Linked DNA regions of Pan troglodytes: region 2 is linked to region 1. The links are chromatin contacts, called in public HiChIP or PLAC-seq maps. All regions are on one chromosome and are shown on one strand. The core of a region is the stretch at or near the end of the contact, and the rest is flanking DNA. Distances in the headings are between cores, read along the strand shown.

Region 1 (3,553 bases), core at 659-3,158:
GATGTTGATAATCAATAAATTTTTATTTCGTTATTCATCTTCTTAAGTTTTCCTCCTATCACCATTTCACAGCTACACTGTGAGCTTTATTATTACAAAGTCCTGCTTCCACTCCTGGATCTTTAATTTAGGCCTCCAATCCAAACTCAATCCTTTTATCTGTCACCTCAGGCCCACTAGTCTCCTAATACTCTTCCCAATTCATCAAGACTATTAATCTTCTCAGGTACCAAGAATTCCCTTTCCTCAGGAATGATATGCTTCAAAGCACTGTCTAAACTCATCAGGCCAACCACACTATTCTTCAATGATCACCTCGACTATCACCTCTTCTGCTCCTAGATAAAATGCTACTGAAGAGAGACAGCAAGTCATACAGGCCTGCACCTGCAGGCAAGTCTAAAATTCTTCTAATGTTCAAACCATTGTATAACAGGTACTTATAGAGGTAATATGGTGAGAGGTTAAGTGCCAGAGGGTTCCAGAGTTAGATTACCTGGGTTTAAATCCCAGATCCATCTTTACAAACTTGTGACTTGGGCAAGTTAGTCAACTTCTGTTATCCTCATCTGTATAGCAGATATCATAAACTCACAGGATTGTTCCCGTGAATAGATTTACAGGATAATAAATGAGATAATGCATCTAAAGCACAGTTCACTGCCTTGCTCCTAGTAAATACTCGATAAAGATTACTTGTCAATAACATAATTATTTGTGCATGCATCATAAAACCTCATGAAATTATATGTCTTTGTGGTGTTTTTTCTAGAGATAATACTCCATAATTTTCGATGATTTTCCTTCATAGAACGGCTTCTTGCTTCCTCTCCAGCTGTCAAAATATTAGCCCTTCTATGGGAAACCCCAAGCCCCAATCTTCCACTGAACCTTAAAGATACATATGGCCATCAGTAATGTAGAATTTTCTTAACGGTTTACCTGTATTTATATTTTGTTTTTGTATTTCTTGATTTTATGTTGTCTAGAATTACCTTTTATATGACTAAGTCTAACGCCTACAATTAAATTCTAAGTTCCCTGAAGGCAAGAACTTTATTAGATACTTCTGTAGCCCGTACAGCAGTCTACAAATATTAAGAGAATATAAATCAAGTGAACTGAATTGCCTAATGCTAAAATAAACAACTTCTGTAGATTTAATTCTCAAGGCTGAACTTAACTTGTAGTAACTTTATTTGGAAACTATTTTCTGCAATTTCAGTTATCAAAGATCATCTTTGAAACTCTTTCCAGACTTTAGTGTTGAGTTTAACTTCTAAAATGCTTTGTTAATTTCAACATACTCAATTCATCTAATACACTTAAAATAGTATTTCGATTCTAGCTACCTATTTTTTCACAGAAACTTGTACCATTCTACAAATGCCAAAAAACAAACATTCAAGAGAATTCTATTCTAAATCTACTCCCAACCATTCGCTGAAGATTACGCCCTATCCCAATACTAGTCGAGCTGCCAAACCACGTGGGTATGCTAAGATTTCAAAGTTCCTCCAAGAGTGAATGATTTGCACGGGTGAGGACTAAACCTTAAAATGTGACAATCCCTTCTTTATTTTACAAATCAGGCTTTGAATCCCATCTTCTCTGCCAATGAGGATGTTTTTTCTCAGACTTCTCTACATACATGCCCCCTCTCTTAGTCTTGAGGAGCGGGGAAGATCGCAGGCCGACCCCTCCACCAAGCACCATTTCCTCAAATCTAGTTCAGGTTAGCCAACGCGGACAGCACCCCCTTCAACGCTCCTCCTCCCCCTAGAACGGAAAAGACGGAGGAGATCCAGTTCGGGCTGACAGTGAGAGGATGCAGCCCGGTGTCTGGGAGGACTCTTACCGGCGAAGCGGATCTTCACGAGGTCGAGCGGATGCAGCGCAAGGTTGGATAAGACGCCGCCGCTCACGCCCGCTATCAGGTTCTCATACCGGACGTGGCGGAATACCGTGCTCCACGCCGACGACCCGGACGCCGACTGGCCCTGGCCCTGGCCCGTCATAGGCTCGGGGCCCGTCGACACCACGGCGCCCAGGGCCGCGGAGGTGGGACGCGATGCAGTGGCCGCCACCGTGGCGACGGTCGCCCCTTGTGAGCGCAACCCCACCTCCGGGACCAACGACAGGACTCTTACGCCCAAGGCGCGTGAGCGAAGCCGGAGACTCTAGTACTGAGGGGGCAAGAACGGGGCACAGCCACTACGTCACGCCGGCGGAAAGCGCGATGGAGAGGAGGTCCCAGCCTTTCCCGAGTCTCCGCCCTGCCTCGCCCACAAATGCTCCAGCCCACGGACGCGGAAGCGACTGCACCGCTAAAGAACCGCCCCTTGCTAACGTTTGCCGGCAAAACTACGGAGCGGCGCAGGATCCAGTTGAGCCAGCAGGCCGCCGCTCCGCGAGTCACGTGACTGGAAGTAGTCTGGGAAAAGCGGAAGTCGCCTGTGGGAGGAGGTGGCGGTGGGCGGAACTCGTAGCGAACAGCTCGTGGAGTCCGGCCGGAAGAGCAACCGAGATGAAGGTGAAGATGCTGAGCCGGAATCCGGACAATTATGTCCGCGAAACCAAGTTGGACTTACAGAGAGGTAAGATAAGTTGGTAGGGAGAAAGGGACGGTTTCCGCAAGTCCTTGGGTCTAGCCTCGGCTTTCGCGGAGTAAAGCCGGGGGAGGCTGGCACTCCGGTCTGGTTCTTTCTCAGTTACCTTTCGCTACGGAGTCGCTGCGGAACTGGATGGATAGCAAGTAAAGTCTGTTCAAGTCCTTTTTCTAAGAATTTCCTCTAGTGGTGAGTGGGAAATAGTTGTCTATAGTGGAGAAAAATTCCAGCTGCTGCTCTGGGATTGTCTTCAGGTTCCTATTACTGAAAAGTGGACTTGAATGAGCCAAACTCGTGGGTTGAAGGGCTGAGAGTTAAAAAGGCTTTTAAAACCTTCCTACTGCTCTTCTTGCCGCTTTACTACTTCACATTAGTTCTGGATGTTGGAAGAGACAAAGATAAATTTAAAAGCATCAGTTTTCTCTTACCATCCCTTAAGAAGTTTGATGAAAGAATGGTTAAATGAAATTAATTTATCCTTCCTGGTCTGTTCCCCCGTTAACATGCTAACCACTTATAAATTGTACTTTGTGATACCTAAATGACAAGGGACCAACCATGCGTAAGCAGATTGTTCTAAATAAAGACAATAACAGGAGCAAAGGTCTTCAGGCAGGAATGAACCTAAGGCATAGAAAGAAGGGCTGTGTCATTAGTTTGAATGAGGAGTAAGCGAGATGAGATGAGGCGAAAACAGTATTTCACTATTTTGGTTGAGTAGGAGATATTATCAACATGTGTGTTAGCATTGCTAAGAAGTCTCTGCTCAAAAGATGTTTACAGTTTGTCACAAGGCAGTAATGTTTCTAAAATATAAATTAGATTTGTCACTTGGATTTGGCATCATTCCCAGTCCTTGAATCTCTGGTCCCACCTTCCTTGCCACTTTAGTCAGTCACTACGTTTCCCACAAGTGGTTTAGTATTCACCCTTGCAAATCTCAG
Region 2 (3,553 bases), core at 482-2,981, 86 kb after region 1:
AAATTGTTGAACTCTACAACAAAATGAAATAAACTGGGATTCATATAATTTCATCTGGTTTGCTCAGCTCCAAAGAGATGAAAATTGAATTATCTGGAGTATGAGAGTGTTGTTTGAAACAAGTTAGTAATAATTTAAAAAACAGCTCTTAAGTAAACTTTTCCCTCTTCCCAATTACAAGGCATGGGAGAAAAGAAAAATAGACATTTAAGCTTAGAAATCACAGGAGACTTCCAGGGCTGCTTTGCCTGTCCCCAGCTCTCTTAAATGGGGAGCTAGTCAGACGGTACCTGGGGAACAGAGGGAGGAGGGAGAGCGCTTACTACACACCAAGAAGGTAAATATAATATAAACCCCAAAGGCTTACGTTACTTATCAGACCACAATATGGCCTGGTACTAAGCAGCGCGCGTGTGGAAGGCTGGGTGGGGTGCGCACACACGCTCACTTGTGTACGTACACACACACACAGGCACACACACCCCAGCTCAGTCACCCACATTGCTTGCCCAGGGCGCCTGGAAGAGGTGGCGAGCCCGCCCAGCTCTGTTCACCCGGCCCCGCCCCGCCCCCTCCGGGAGGGCTCTCCGGGCGGCGCCCAGCCCCGAGCAGAGCAAAGGACGGCGGCGGCCACCTCCGTTCTCTCCGGCCGCTGGTTTCTCGTCTTTCCTCGTCCTTTCATTGAACCCATCTCCGTGCTTCGAAAATCTGACTCTAACCCGATCTCTTCGCGTCTCCGCCTCTTCTTTCTAGAGTGAGCGCCAAAAAGGGCCTGACAGACAGAAGCCTTTGGCCCCAGCACCGGCCCAGCCCGTCTCTAGACGATTCTTGCTCCTTTCACCCTCACAGCCTCCAGTGGTCGCGTCATCTTCGCACCCTCCCGGCCAACCCTAACTCTCCTCGTCTCTCCTCGCGCTGTCCCGCGTCCTCCCCTCAGGATCCTTCCGCACATTCTCAGCGTCCAGCGCGGTTTCCCACAACTTCCTCACGCCCCGCTCCCCTCGCCCTGTCCCCGCCTCGACACCACCTGCGTTCCCCACTCGCTCCAACCTCCCTCCCCCGCTATCCCCCCTTGCGGACCTCCAGCTCTCTGCCCCTTTCCTGGCCCCCATCCCTGACACCCCAGGGACCCTTCCTCCCTCCTCACGTTCTCCCTCCTTCCAGGATCCCGCCCCGACACCGGGGCCCTCCCGCTACGCGCGCTCTTTCTCCTCAGGTCCTGACACCTGGGCGCCCCCTCCCTGTCACCTGCCTTCAGCTCCAGCCCTGACTCTCGGGCGCCTTGCCACCCTTACGCTCCCCGCCCCGCCCCGGTCCCTCGGGCGCCCCCACTCGCCGCCTCTACCTCCCTACCTGCCACACCTGGCACCCCTGCCCCCACCCCTGCTCATACTCTTCCCCCGCCCCCGACACCTCGGGCGCCCCCCCACACGCTCCTATTCTCCACACTTCCGTCCCCGAAAACTCGGGCGCCCCCTCCCTTCACGCTCAGTCTCCCCTCCCTCCCCGCCCGGCCCCGGACCCAGCCTGGAGATCGCGCTCGGGAGGGGCGGCTGCCGCCCGCGGGGCGCCCGCGGTGCCCGGGCCTGGGCAGCGAGGAGGTGACGCCGCCCCCGCGGGAAGAGCCCGGGAGGCGGAGGGGCGGAGGAGGTGCTGGCGGCGGCACTGAGCGGCGGCGGCGGCGGCGGCGCAGGGCGCGCGGGCCTTCCGCGCCGACTCCATCGACCCAAGGGGCGGCGGCGGCGGCGGCTGAGCGACCCTGGGCCGGGCGCGTGATGAGGAGGGGCCGGCGCCAGACCCCGCTGCACGTCGGAGCTCGCCTGGATCCGGGCGTTGGCAGCCGAAGGGCCCTGGCCCCGGGACTCTCCGCCGCTAGCCCCCGTCATATCTTCTCCGCTTTCGCTTCTCCACTCTAGCCGGGGGTGGGGTGGGTGGGGTTGGGGTCTCCGCGGGGGTTTCCGGCCCCGCGGCCCGCTCCCGGGTGTGCCTGGAGGAGTTCTCCCTCTGTGGCGCGCGGGAGCCCTGTGACGCGTCAGCAGGCGGGACGGCTGAGTTGCTTCTCCGGGAAACCGTCCTCGCTTCCTCACGACCCTCTCCGCTCCCGCCTGGGTGCCCCTCGGGCCGGCAGTACTCCGCCTCCGGGCGCTCGAAGCGAGTTCCCGGGGGGCTGGTTCGCAGGCACCCCTTCCCCTCCGAGGCGGCGCGCGCGCTCCCGGCCCTGACCGCGGCCGGACACACTCGCGCCCCGGTCCGCCTGTCGCCCTCCCGCCTGCTCCCTCCAGTCACCCCACCCTTAGCTGTCTCCGCCACCTTACTCCACCACCCTCCCCCGCCTCTCCGCGCACTCCGCGTCCCGGCCTCCAGTTCCCCTTTCCCTTGAACCGCTCACTTCACAGCCCTTCGCCCCCGGGAAGAAGAAACATTTCCCGAAGCGCACTCCTCAGCCCTCCTTCCCCACGCGCTCGCCCTCCCCTCCCCCTGCTCTTTCTTGGGGGAGGGGGCTGTCGCCTTGGATTGAAGGCCATTGATTTGTATGTATTTGTCCCAGCGCTGGAGGCTGCCCCAGCCGCCGCGCCGGTGCCGCCGCTGCCAGTGGAGTTGCCTCCCCGCTTCCCTAGGGTGGTTGGGCTCCACCAAACATGTCGGCTCCTGTCGGGCCCCGGGGCCGCCCGGCTCCCATCCCGGCGGCCTCTCAGCCGCCTCTGCAGCCCGAGATGCCTGACCTCAGCCACCTCACGGAGGAGGAGAGGAAAATCATCCTGGCCGTCATGGATAGGCAGAAGAAAGAAGAGGAGAAGGAGCAGTCCGTGCTCAAGTAAGGACCTGGCTCCATATTCCCGCCTCTCTCCCTGCCCTCCGCCCCCTCGGCCACTGCCCTGCGGCCGCCTGCGCGCCCCAGTTCGCCGCCCTCCCTCCCGCCGGCGGCGCCCAGGCCACGAGGGCTGCGGCCAGCGCCGGCCGCCCGGGCTGTTTTGGGGGTGTCTGAGAGCAGGGGTGTGTGTCGGGGAGGGAGGGCGCCAAGGCCGGCTGAGGTGAGGGTGGCGAGCCTTAGGGCGGTGTGATTTTCCTTGGCGCCTTCCGGATTTCCCCGCTGGTCATCTTGGCTCCGGGGCCCCAGCGGGACTGGGGCTGAACCCAGGCTCTGTGCGTACCCTCTCCTTTCCCGCCGCGCTGAGGCAGTGACTGGGGCACAGAATCCAATATGGCCGTGCACAGGTGCTCCCTGGACGGACCCGGGCGAAGGCGCGCTGGCAGGGGATGCGGACGCCATCCTGGTCCCACGCCTCCGCGGGGCGGCTCTACCAGCAACGCGGGACAGAGTAGGGCTGCCCACAGTGGCTGCGAGCAGCGGGCGGCGGCGCGGGCGAGGGGCCTAAGCTCTGTCGCGGTCGGGTGGGTGTGCGTCCGCCGCCATCTTCCAGCCCCTCCCCCTCGGCGAGTGCTAACACCCTGCACTCCGCTGCTCTTCCTGTTTGCAACTAGTAAATCTGTTTAATCCTGAAGAGACTCCAGTTCCTACCATCACTGCAGTTTGGGATGCTCCCTACCTTGT

The links. HiChIP or PLAC-seq counts read pairs in DNA pulled down with a chosen protein or histone mark.
Region 2: an H3K4me3 HiChIP or PLAC-seq map of stem cell-derived excitatory neurons shows a contact between it and region 1, with 4 times the contacts expected there. The contact joins the promoter of RIMS2 here to the promoter of DCAF13 in region 1. A contact is called at or near these places in 1 of 7 Hi-C or Micro-C datasets (stem cell-derived neural progenitor cells) and 1 of 1 datasets of contacts at active chromatin or transcription factors (stem cell-derived excitatory neurons).

Annotation. Positions count from the first base shown.
Region 1 is chr7:113,668,829-113,672,381 of NHGRI_mPanTro3-v2.0_pri, forward strand. It overlaps DCAF13 (DDB1 and CUL4 associated factor 13), which reads left to right and starts at 1,909. Exons shown (of 11, transcript XM_016960268.4): 1 at 1,909-2,597. The coding sequence starts at 2,072. It overlaps SLC25A32 (solute carrier family 25 member 32), which reads right to left and starts at 2,293. Exons shown (of 7, transcript XM_001156320.6): 1 at 1,859-2,293. The coding sequence starts at 2,018.
Region 2 is chr7:113,754,539-113,758,091 of NHGRI_mPanTro3-v2.0_pri, forward strand. RIMS2 (regulating synaptic membrane exocytosis 2) reads left to right here and starts at 1,732. Exons shown (of 34, transcript XM_063816527.1): 1 at 1,732-2,815.